Regions from separate parts of the Ovis aries genome. Here region 1 is linked to region 2. Evidence: chromatin contacts called from public Hi-C data. All regions are on one chromosome and are shown on one strand. Each heading gives the region's core, a stretch centred on a gene start, on an enhancer-like site or on the middle of the called end of the contact. The rest is flanking DNA. Distances are from core to core; before and after follow the strand shown. Region 1 has its middle 340 kb from the start of COG6. Region 2 holds the start of FOXO1 (forkhead box O1).

Region 1 (6,094 bases), core at 1,740-4,239, 530 kb before region 2:
CCTAGCTCAGGAATTGAACCTGAATCTCTTGTGTCTCCTGCACTGGCAGGTGGGTTCTTTACCAACTGAGCTACCTGGGAAGCCCTTTATAGTATGTATCCATAGCTAAGAAGTGTGGGTTGAATGAATGAATGAATAATAAGCAATTTAAATAAGAACCCAAATTTAGTCCTTAAAAGATATGAGCTTTCAAATTGCTGGAATATCCATGCTGGGTATATAATGTCTACCAAGCATCAGGTCCTGCTTTAACTATTTATGTAAATTGCCTCACTGAATTCTCCAAACTAGCTCCACGAAGTAGGTGGTATAATCATCACGTTAACTTTTCAGATGAGGAAACTGAGCACAAGGAAGAGATGTGATACCACCAAGCTCCCACTGCTAGGGAAAGGTAGGGCTTCACTCGAAGCCCAAGCTCTATCACCCCGAGAACATCCTGCTCTAGCATCCTGCTCAGGGAGCTCCCTACTGATGATGCTCAGAGGGCTGTAAGTGGTTGACCATCTTGAAGATGCAAAGTCATGAAGCCTGTAGCCTGCCAGGCTTCTCTGTCCAAAGGGATTTTCCAGGCAAGAATACTGGAGGGGGTTGCCATGCCCTCTTCCAGAGGACCTTCCAAGGGTCAAACCCATGTCTCTTACATCTCCTGCATTGGCAGGGGGGTTCTTTACCACTAGCTCCACCTGGGAAGCCCTTGATAGTCTCAGGGTGTGGTAAATTTTAAGTATGATTCTCTTTTGCCTCCTGCCATTGCCTTGATCATCAGGAATTCTTAGAGGGCCTGTCTTTAGAAAGGTCAAGGGCAGAAAAGGAAGGAACATGAGCCCTGGGGTCACAGAATCCCACACATGGAGCACAAGTCAACCATTTACTGGCTGTCTGACCTTCTCTGAATCTGTTTCATCATCTTTGAAATGAGTCCATCACACACCAGTGTAATGCTGGTTGAGATTGGTTGCCATTAGAATAAAATAAATATGACAGAAATACCCAATCTGTTCACTTTCATTTCTTCTTCCCACTCTAGTCCCCTGATTCAAATATGCTATGGGATTTGAAAGCAAGCTTGTTAAAATCACACCTAAAATAAGCACAGACAAGGTTCTGAGTCTGCATTCTTTGAGTAAAGCACACAAGCTTCAGAATGTGTCTTCTAGCAGTTACCTAATTGTGGCACTGGGGGAGGCTTTGCTTTTTTCCTAATTTTTGTTTCTTTTCCGGATAGATGAGGCTGGGTTCTGGATAAGTGAAGGAGCCTGGTAGTCACCTGTCTTACCTGGCTCACCGCTTGGTGGCAGCACACCCCACTTCCTTTACCCCTATTCTTTCCTGTGTGTAAAAAAGTAGGCGTTCTGTTTAGGGGCCAATCTCCACTCCTCCATCTCCTACATTGCTTTTGACACAAACGATCACTTACACTCTTAGGTAAAAGCAAATATCGTTTGTGTGTGCTTTCGCGCACTCCATTAGGACGATGTGTGGAGCCTTACCAAAGCCGAACTCAGCACATTGCATTAGACCATTTTCACTGGGAGGTTTTTCTTACACAAAATGATCCAGGATTAAAAATATGGAGAAATTTTCTCAGTGTGGCACAGCTTTTTAAAAGATAGGAACAAAGCCTTTATTGAAAAGAGCAATTTATCATGCCAGTAATTTTCTACCTCTGTCCTGCCATTATTAAGGATAGCCGGGTTAAAAGGAACTCTTAGCTCTGGTCTCTCTGCTCAGCCAGCAGCCTCACATAATGGCCTGTCTCTAACTTCAGCCCATTGCCATGGAAGTAATTATACCACATGGCTGAGGAGGGTGATTTGCCACAGAATCACAGAAGCAGCAATTGGGTTCAAAATGAAAAACAATCTCTAGATACGGGAGGAAAAGAGGCATGATGAATCACAGAGGATCCAGAGAGCACTGTTTTATGTGGACGACTGCTGTGGACTGAAGTTTTGAAATAAAAGATCACCAGAATAAGACAATAACATATAAAATGAATGTAATAAACTTCCCCATGCCCCCTATCCTTCTCCCACACTTTTTTAAATCGCAGCACATGATTAGACAGTCCCCAATAAACGGTTCTTTACAGCTTTTGTGACAGTTCCTGCACCAGGCATTCCAAGTAAATAATTTTATTTATTTCATAAAATTCTGGAAAAGAATCACAGAGGCCATGGCTGTGGTTGTGATCTGGGAATTCATCTTGTTCCATACTCTCTGTCTTCCAAAAGGTTCAAACCGAAACTTTCCCAAGAAGATCAAAATCAACACTGTGGAAAGATCATGAATTTTTTTTTTTTTTTTTTAATGAGGCCAAGGACAAAGATCCTTCAGTGGAATGGGTCAAATATTTTGTCCAGATGGGAACACAAGATCTGGAGTGAGAAGACCCTGCTTGGAAGGCTGGGCTCTGGAGTTTGCCAACCCTAACACTTGGACAAGTTCACAAAACGTCTCTGCGCTTGGGTTGCTTCAAAACTGGAGATAATAGTCTATGTCACACGGTTGGCCCAATGACCCAGTGAGACAATGAACGTGAAAGTGCTGTGTAAACTGGAGAGTTACCTGTTACCACTTACGAGCACTTCTGAGCTCACTCAGTTCTTTTCCCCACCTCAGCACGCTACAGCATCCAGCCTTTTACCACCAAAGGGCAGAAGGCTGATGCCTGCAGTCCTAAACACATCAGCAGCCTGGAGGGAAGGGTTATCTGAGGACCCAGAGGGTGTCTGGACCTCCCCGCCTCCTCCTCGGCAGCGCGCCTGCGCACTCTCCGCAGCTCCGCCTCTATCTGGCGCTGGAACTGTAGCCTGAGTGACGGGAGACGCAGCTTTGGGCCACTGTCTTGCTGCCTGACTCTAGGTTGTTTCTTCACTACTCTGGTTACGCATTCCGAATAAATAAGGATCAGAGACCCAGGCTGTTGAGCCAGGCAACCTGGGTTCCAATGCTGGTTCCACCAATGACTGGAGAGGTGACTGGGAGAAGAACAAATAGTAGTCAGTATTTACTGAGCACTCAGATACGCCAGCCCTGCTCCGAAGGCTTCATCTGCATCAGCTCAGGTGATCGTCACAGTAACCTTATGAGGTCAGCCCAGTTATTATTCCCGTATTCCAGGCAATGAAACTGAGAGCAAAGTGCTTCAGTAACCTGCCCAAGGTCACTCTACGAGTGAGTGGCCGTCTCACACGCTCATCACGATGACGCCTAACTCCCCCTAAAGACGCACATGAAGAGCTCAGAGTAGTGTCTGCCACATGGTAAACACTCAGTGATGGCTATTAATTATTGTTCATTAAGGACCCATTATATACCAGCCATGTACAGAGGAGGCTGGCAGGCTACAGTCCATGGTGTCACAGAGAGCCGGGCACAACTGAGCGACTAACACACATGTACCAGTCACCTTGCTAGATGAACCCATGATACACAAGCTCCCCAGCCCCACCTCAGTAAAGATCACAAATAAAAATACTTGCTCTATTTATCCCACGTGGTTGTTCTGGGGATCAAGTCCAGAAAGGCAATGTGTAAAGATGGAGGTGAGCTTTTGAAAGTGAAAAGGCAACTCCATTGGTAAGGCGGTATTTGCATTAGTTTATTTTAGCTGAATCTGACACAGAGTTCTTGTAATAGGAAAAACTTAATCCAAGAGATACATTATAATAATCTTCTCCTTGGAATACATATCAGCTGGTGCCGTGGTGAGTGTCTAGGACTCTGGTTGCCAAAATAACCGCTTCGATTTTGCAGTTCTTAGTGTCACACTGACCCCAGCCCTGCGGACATAACTGCTTGTTTATCTTCCTCCAGGGTGGGACACGCACAGCAACACGAAATGTCTGTTTTCTTTTCCAGGACTTGTTGGCCTTCTCCCAGAATATCAGTGACCTGATCTTTCTAAACACCCAATCGCCGTATACTTATTGGACACGTACTATTTGCAAAACACTAAACTAAGGACTGTATTTGTCATGCTTTCTCCACGTTGTGTCCATCGCCGGGGGTTAGCTCTGTTATAATTTTTATATTACAAGGATCACAGAACAAATGCAACAGGGTTCTTTGTCCCTTTTATCTCCAAGAATGCCTCATAGAAGAAAATAGAACCTAAAATAATTTGTGAAAATATTAAAAAATACACCATGGTTCTTTTAGCCCCAGAGGCAAATTTCTGAGGGAGATAGATAGAATCATAGTAACATGATGTTAAATCTGATTTTAATGGGAATTTCTTGACCACCTCCTCTGGCCTTAATTCTTGAATATGTCTTCCCAGCTTGGATAAGTTATTCAACCTTTTTGGACCTTGGTATTCTTATCTGTAACATGGGGGAAGACATAAAATATTTGGGAAGCTCTTAGAAAGCATTTATTACTTCATTTAGTCCTCTCAACAATCCTGTGACTACATCTGATAAAACTTAGCTTCCTGAGCAAAGCAGAACACCTAAGTTCTCACAGTTGGCGAACAGCCAGGTGAAGACTCTAATATACTTTATTTCAGAAGCCTCTGTTTTTTGTTTTTTGTTTTTTCCCCCTGGACCAAAGGCCAAAGACCAGAAAGGACTGCCTTTGGAGAATTCAAAACCCTAAGCAATCAGTGACAGGTTTTATTATTCTTCAACTCCGTTGCCCTTATCCCAGCCATGTGGACACTCTGGCCCCAGCATTTCTTGATATCTGTGTTTGCAGGTCAGAGCTCAAAGGACTTCTCATAAACAGTTTCAAAATACAAATGCTCTGTTCAAAGCTAAGCAAAGCCAGATTGACTTTAAAGTCAGAAAGTTCTGTTGCTCCCAGTTTTGTGTGTAGGGCACGCTTTGTGTGCTGGAGGTCAAGTTTTCCCAGTGATAAGGGGGACCTGACAAGGAAGATCTCAAAGCAGGAAAGCAGAGATGGGCGCCCCAGAGGTCATCAGTGGAGAGACGGCCTTGAGAGGAGGGCTTTATCTAAGTGGACTTGCCACCGGGAGTCAAGCGGGAGCAAATACACACTGTGTCTGCCAAAGGTCACACACCTAGCGGGGCAGCTGACAAAACCAGGAAGGCTTCTAACTATGCTACGTGCAATTTACCAATATCCGGGCAGTCAGCGAAGCTGACAAACTTCCTCTGGGAAGTGCAGTCGGTTTTAGCGTCTCAAAGTTCAGGACAGCGTCTTATGTGGCTGCAGTTTCTTCTCTCTCTCCTCCTCCTCCCCTCCCTTCCTTCCCTCTTCTTCCTCCCTTACCCATCCATTTAGAGAACAAGAATCAGTCCATCGAACTCAAAGCCTATTCTGTCCTATACATTCATAATTTTTTCTTTCACTAAAACCTCATATGGTAGTTCTCACACCAAGCCCTACCACATCCCACTCAAGGGTCCGTACATTTTTCTACCCCTGTTTGATATACTCATTCTTAGAAATGATAGTTCCTTGGAGTCCAGTTCAGGGTGCTGCGAGGAGGATCCCTCCCTCCCCAGGTAGTTAAACGTGTTAGAAGATCGGCAAGGGAACTTTCTAGAGACTTCTGGAAAGACTGTGTGGAATCACTACCCAGTGAAGTTAGAATAAATGGTCACATCTAATACATGAGGCATTTGATTGTCCCCGAAGGAAAACTACAGTAACACTTTAAAGTAGAGCACGCTCATTCTTTTTTTTTTAAACATCGTGGAAAAAATGCACACTTCTGCAAAATGGACTAGCAGGGCAGCAAAATGATGACTCTGGCTCCAGGCACGTTCCAGGGTTCCTCCTACATTCTCTCTTGGGGGATAGAAGGCCAGTTTGGAGTCAGATGTGCAGGGGCTGCGCCAAGCCCAGCTCCTCTTGGGCCCTCTCCTACCCTCAGGAAGTGGTGGGGCCAGCCTTCCCCGGAGCTGTCCTGTCCTCCTCCCGGAAAGGAGGGGGTCTCTCCTCATCCAGATGCTGTTCACTCCACCGTTCTGCCAGCAGCTCCCTGGAAGTGAAGGTGCAAGTTTGGAGCTGCCGCTTAGCCCGATCACCTATGCGCTTGGAGACCACTTGCCCTGACTCCTGGGGTGAGCATGCCGGGGAAGCCTGGCAAGGCAGCCTTAACAGCTTCACCCACAGCCTC
Region 2 (5,613 bases), core at 1,564-4,063:
TGTAATTCCTAGTAATGAATGAGATTATCTGTGAGGCTTTTACTCCAAAACACACTTTGGAAGAAATAAGATCCTGGCTCCTTCTCCACGAGTTTCAATACGATGTGATTAACTTAACCTTTCCGACACACATTAACCACTGGGATGACACTGTATGTAAAACCACCTTGCTGTAACAAGTGCGCAGCAAAGAAAAATACTACGCAGTACAGTCCAGATGAGGAGTGAGGAAGGAGTCTACATCAACTACAGAACCTTCACGTCCATCCTTTCACCTGTGACACTGAGAAACTGCCAGATCCTGGAAGCCGCAGGGCGGACGGAAGGCCGGTCGGCCTCCCCTGAGCACCCCAGGGCCTTCTCCACCTCTCGGTAGGGATGAACCTGCCCCCTCCAGGGTCTCTCCTGGTGGGTATCAGTCTCTCTCTCTCCAGAAAGGCAAAAAGGGCCAGAGGCACTTCATCTACAGGGTCTCCGGCGATGCAGGAGGTTCCTCCGGTTCCCTAGATTCGAACCTCCACTGCAACTCTTCCAAAACACTGGTCTCAAAGCCCCCTGCCTTGCCTCTCGGATCTGCACCTCCGTGCCAAGACGGAAAAGCAACAGAGGACACATGTTCCCAGCGCCGGGCATCCAGGGGAGCCTCTCTGCGCCTAATTAAAGGCCTTGAACCTAGGGCGAGGCCAAGTTTGCGGGGCACTTCCTGGCGCGGAGAAGCGCTGGCCTCGCCGCCCCGCGGCCCGGGCCCGGCGGCGCGCGCGGCCAGAACGCGCTGGCCCTTTAAAGGCGCTAGCTTCCTGCGCCCGCGGCCCCTCCCTCGCCGTCGCCAGCTCCCGCCCCCGCCGAGGGTCATACTTGAACTTTAGCTCGCCCCGCGCGGCCCGGCGCCGGCGCTTCGCCGGCGGTGGCCGCCCCTTCGCACGTGTCGGAGGCGCTACCTCTGGCTGGGTGCGCCCGGCCCCCGGCACTCGAGGCTACTTCGAAACGCAATCGAAACAAAACAAAATGCACGCTGGCCTCCCAAAACGGCGCGTTCGGCCCCACGGACCTCCTGGCTGGCGCCCTGCCTGTACCCTCCACCTGCAGCTCCGTTCTAGGGCGGCGGGGCTCCGAGGCCCCCATCGCCGCGCCCTCCTCCGCCCCGCGCGGCGGAAACGGCTCCGCGGGGCGTCCCTGAGCTTGGGGGTGGGGAACGAGCGCCGCGTGGGCGGCGCAGAGCCGCCCTCACCCTTGATGTCCTAGGGGGGCAATATGAGCAGCGGCTGGAGTCCGCGCGAGCCGAGGGGGAGCCGTTCCCAGTGAACCCCCCGCCCCACCCCTCTTTCACGGGCGAACTTTTCTGGCCGCTCGGAGGTCCACTTCTTGGCGTCCTTTTTCTCACCCGCTCTGGTCCCAGCGAGCCCCTTCCCTGTCCGGCTCCAACTCTCACTAGAGCGCGCGCACACACACTCATTTCTGCCCCCCGCCCCCCTCGACGGGTCCCGGGCAAGCCCACGACCCACCTCTGCCACTCTCGCCCTCACCCTGCACGCGCTACCCGCGTGCCTTGCACTTTCAGGCCAAGAAAACTTGTACCGGCGGGCCCCCGTCCCCCGTCCTCTGCCCCGCAGCGACCTCAGACGGAGGCCGGCTCCCCCGGACACCCACCCACCCCTCCCGCTCCGGCCGTGCGCCCGGAGGCCGCTCACCTTCCAGCCCGCCGAGCTGTTGCTGTCGCCCTTATCCTTGAAGTAGGGCACGCTCTTGACCATCCACTCGTAGATCTGCGACAGCGTGAGCCGCTTTTCGGCCGAGCTCTCGATGGCCTTGGTGATGAGGTCGGCGTAGGACAGGTTGCCCCACGCGTTGCGGCGGGACGAGCTGCTCTTGCGCGGCTGCCCCGCGAGCGGCCCGCCGGCGGCGGCGGCCGCGGCGGGAGGCACGGGCGGGTGCTGCGACAGCGGGCCGGGCGGCGGGGGCTGCGGCGGCGCCGAGTGCAGGCAGCCCGCCTCCGGGCCCTGGAAGTCGCCACACAGCCCCCCGGTGGCAGCAGCTGCGGCCGCCGCAGCAGCCGCCGCCACCGCCGCCGCCGCCGCCGCGGCTGCCGCCACGGAGCCGGGCGCCTGTTGGAAGTCCCCGCTCTCCTCCAGCAGGCTCAGGCTGCTCATGAAGTCGGCATTGACAGCGGCCGCCGAGGCCGAGGGCAGGCCCGCGGCGCCGTCGGGGTTCGCCGCTGCGCCGCCCGACGGCGCCGGGCTGGAGGTGGCCGAGTTGGACTGGCTAAACTCCGGCCGGGGCAGCGGCCAGGTGCACGAGCGCGGCCGGGGCAGCGGCTCGAAGTCCGGGTCGATCTCCACCACCTGGGGCGCTTCGGCCATGGTGACCCCCCCACCCTTCCCCCAGCCGCGGGACTTGCCCAGAAGTGAGAAAAGCGCAGCACCGGGCAGGGGGGGGCGGCGCCGAGGGGAGAGAGGGCGCCGAGAGCCTGTCCGAGATCTGCGGGAAGGGGTGAGGTCGGTGCAGCGAGCGGACGGAAACCCGGAGGGAGGCGCGGCGGCGGCGGAGTGGAAGCGCGAGCCCAGAACTTAACTTCACGGCTCCGTCCGCATCTAGGCGCCTCCGGGTCCGCTGCACTGACGGGACGGCAGGCCAGAGTCGTCGGGGCCCCGACAGCGCTGGCGTCGCTCTCCGCGCCGAACGACGGACGGACGGACGGACGCCGCGGGCCGCTTGCTCTCCCCGGGCGGGCGCGACCGCGGCGCTGCTGCCTGTTGAATGCTGCGGCGGCGGCGGCGGCAGCAGCGACTACGCGGCCGCCCCGACTTACGGGATCTGCCGCCGCCCCCCGCCGGCGGCGGCGGCGGCGCGCGCGCCGGCCCGCCCCTGACGGACGGCCCCTGCGACCAATGAAAGTGCGGCGGCGGCGCCCGGGCCGCCAATGGGCGCCGGCCTGGGCGGGGCTCGGTTTTCCACGGGGAGGCGGCAGTGGGTTGGTTGGTGGGGGGTAGTAGGGTGTTTTTCTATTTGACATGCACAGTCTCTCCCTCGCTCGCTCGCTCTCTGTTTTTTGGGTTTTTTTTTTTTTTTGGCTCTCTGTTATTATTTTCTGGTAATTCTCGAGTGTTTCTGTGAGTCTTTCGCCCTCTCAGTGTTTTGATTGCTAGGAGGCAAACCAACGTGGAGGCGGCGGCGACACTTTGTTTACTACTGAGGAGCCCAGCCGAGTACTCGGGAAGCCCGAGTGGAACGAGCCGCCCGCTTCGCCTCGACCTGCGCTCGGGAGCCCGAAGCTGGGCCGGGCGGGGGCCGGGGACAATCAGCGCTCAGGGGGCCGCCGGGTGGGTGGGTGCGTGGGCGGGCGGAGGCGGCCTCGTCGGAGTTCTGCTCACTCGCCCCCTCTCGACTCCGCCCACGATTTCTCTGCAGAGAAACGTGGGCAAGTCGGTGGGTTTTGTTTTTATTTGGTTTGGTTGGTTGTTTTTTGTTTTTTTTTTTTCCTTTCCCTGCGATGTGTCGAGTTCTCCGGCCCCGGGCGCGGGCCGCACACACGCTTGTCCCCACCCCCGCGCGGGGCCCGGGCTCTGACTGCCGAGTCGGCGGGGAGGACCCAGCCGCCGCCGCAGCGCCGGGAACCCACCTTTCCGCACCAGCGAGCTGAGCCTCGGCGGTCGGTGTAGACTAGTGGGGGGGTTGGCGGTGGGGGGCGCCGTTGGCCAGACGAGCCGCCCCGAGCCGGGTTCACGGGGGCTCGGCCCCGGCCGAAGACGATTGCTCCTGCACACGCATCCTCAGAGCCGAAGGCAGCCTCAACCCTCGTGCCCTCCGTGGGAACCTGTTCCCCTGGGCAGGAACCTCAGACTGTCCACTGAGTCAGTCCGGGACGACGGGGAAGGCGGGGTCAGAGGAGAGCACTTAGGGAGAGCCTTGTCACTTTATTACTTACTTACACTAAATTCGATTGTTTGCTTGTCATTGCTTTGCTATTTAGAATGCAAGTGCTGAGACGTTGAGAGGTGAAAACCTAACAGGGGACAGTACCAAAGGCTTGAGGCGAAGCCCTGCCCCACTCCCAGGTGTTGCTTTAGGCTGCTTGTCCCGCGTGTCAATCACTGCCCCCTCCCATCCCACCCCACCTCGCTCCATCTGGGCTCTAGGTCCAGGCTGTCCTGCCAAGATCAGTGGGGGCCAAAGGAAGACAATGGCCCTTGTGTCTCAGGGAGCAGAAGAAATACTTGTCAAGTTTTGTTTTGCTCTTTTTAGAAAGAATATGGAAGGCATTTCCTTTCAGAGAGATGGGATCACTGAAGATGTACGACTGACGGTAGAGTTTTAAATATCTTTGTCCAAAATGACAGCTTCCAATTCACCACCACCCCACCCCCCGGCAAAAAAAAAAAAAAAAAAAAAAAAAAACCTCTTTATGACAGTTCTTCAATTGAAAAAGTGGCATCTAAAGCAAAGGAGGCCTCGTTTAGAAAAGTTTGAAAAGATTTAGAGAAAGATTTGGTCCTCGTTGACATTCTCACCCGTCCAAACTCCAATTTCTTCATAATCCGATTATCACAACAGCTTCCCACTGATACTGGGGGTAGCTGGGGTTCGTGAGCGTGATGGATTGAAGATAGGGTTGGTTCCCACTCGCCTCCTGTGGTCTCAGCGTTTACTATCAGACTGAGACTGTTCCGGCCTCCTCAGCCAGCCGCTAGAGGACCTCAGTAACCCAGATGATGAGCCGAAAGGAAGGCGGTAGCGTACAACCGCTGCTACCCTCTACCTTTCCGACTACGCTTTATATGGGCAGCCCCCATTCAGACGGCCGCACCCTACAGATAGGCGGTGCCCAAGTGGATCATGCCTGGCAAAGGAAGCCAACTGCAAATTTGGCCTTGCCTTCATTTCAATTCCGGCTTTTCAGGACCTCAGTTGGAGGAAGGTATTTGGTTAAAGGAGTTTTTTCTTACAGACTTTCTCCCCAGATCCTTGAAATCTTCTGAGCTGTCATGCCCAATTGTTTCTTTAAATGACAAATTCGCTTTTTTTGGTCTTTCTTGAGTACCTACAGCACCAGTGTCCCTGCCACATGGTTACAAAAAATTAAAAATATATTTATAGCTCCCAACCATACCATTGTATGTATCAGTTTACTAGCCTTGCTGGAGGATGTTTTGCTTGTTTCTACTCTTGAGGGATCACAAACTGTTCTGTAATCTCATAGAACTAAGAGATTTTGCATATGTGCAAGTACATCCACAGGAGGAATGTCCAGAAAGATCACTGGGGTCAGCAGTCAAGTGCATTTGTAATTCTGAAAGTGAAGTTGCTCAGTTGTGTCCAACTCTTTGCAACCCTGTAGACTGTAGCCTACCAGGCTCCTCTGTCCTTTTCCAGGCAATAGTACCAGAGTGGATTGCCATTTCCTTCTCCAGGAGATCTTCCCATACCAGGGACTGAAACTGGGTCTCCCGCATTGTAGACAGACTTTACCGTCTGAGCCACCAGGGAAGTCTGCCAAATTGCCCTCCATTATGGGTATATCACGGAGAAGGGAATGGCACCCCACTCCAGTACTCTTGCCTGGAAAATCCCATGGACGGAGGAGCCTGGTGGGCTACAGTCCATGGGGTCGCTAAGAGT

The links. A called contact is a pair of places that touch in the nucleus more often than the background predicts.
Region 1: a Hi-C map of blood shows a contact between it and region 2, with 4 times the contacts expected there. The contact joins the enhancer-like site here to the promoter of FOXO1 in region 2. A contact is called at or near these places in 3 of 16 Hi-C or Micro-C datasets (blood, liver and mixed tissues).

What each region holds. Positions count from the first base shown.
Region 1 is chr10:22,679,521-22,685,614 of ARS-UI_Ramb_v3.0, reverse strand. No RefSeq gene overlaps it. Among named protein-coding and RNA genes, the nearest start is that of COG6, 340 kb to the left of the region's middle. Within about 2 kb of position 2,989, at least 3 of the 54 cell types and tissues checked have an H3K27ac peak or open chromatin away from gene starts, as enhancers often do. A contact at or near this core is called in liver, where this site is marked.
Region 2 is chr10:22,147,539-22,153,151 of ARS-UI_Ramb_v3.0, reverse strand. FOXO1 (forkhead box O1) reads right to left here and starts at 2,813. Exons shown (of 3, transcript XM_027973596.2): 1 at 1,689-2,813. The coding sequence starts at 2,357.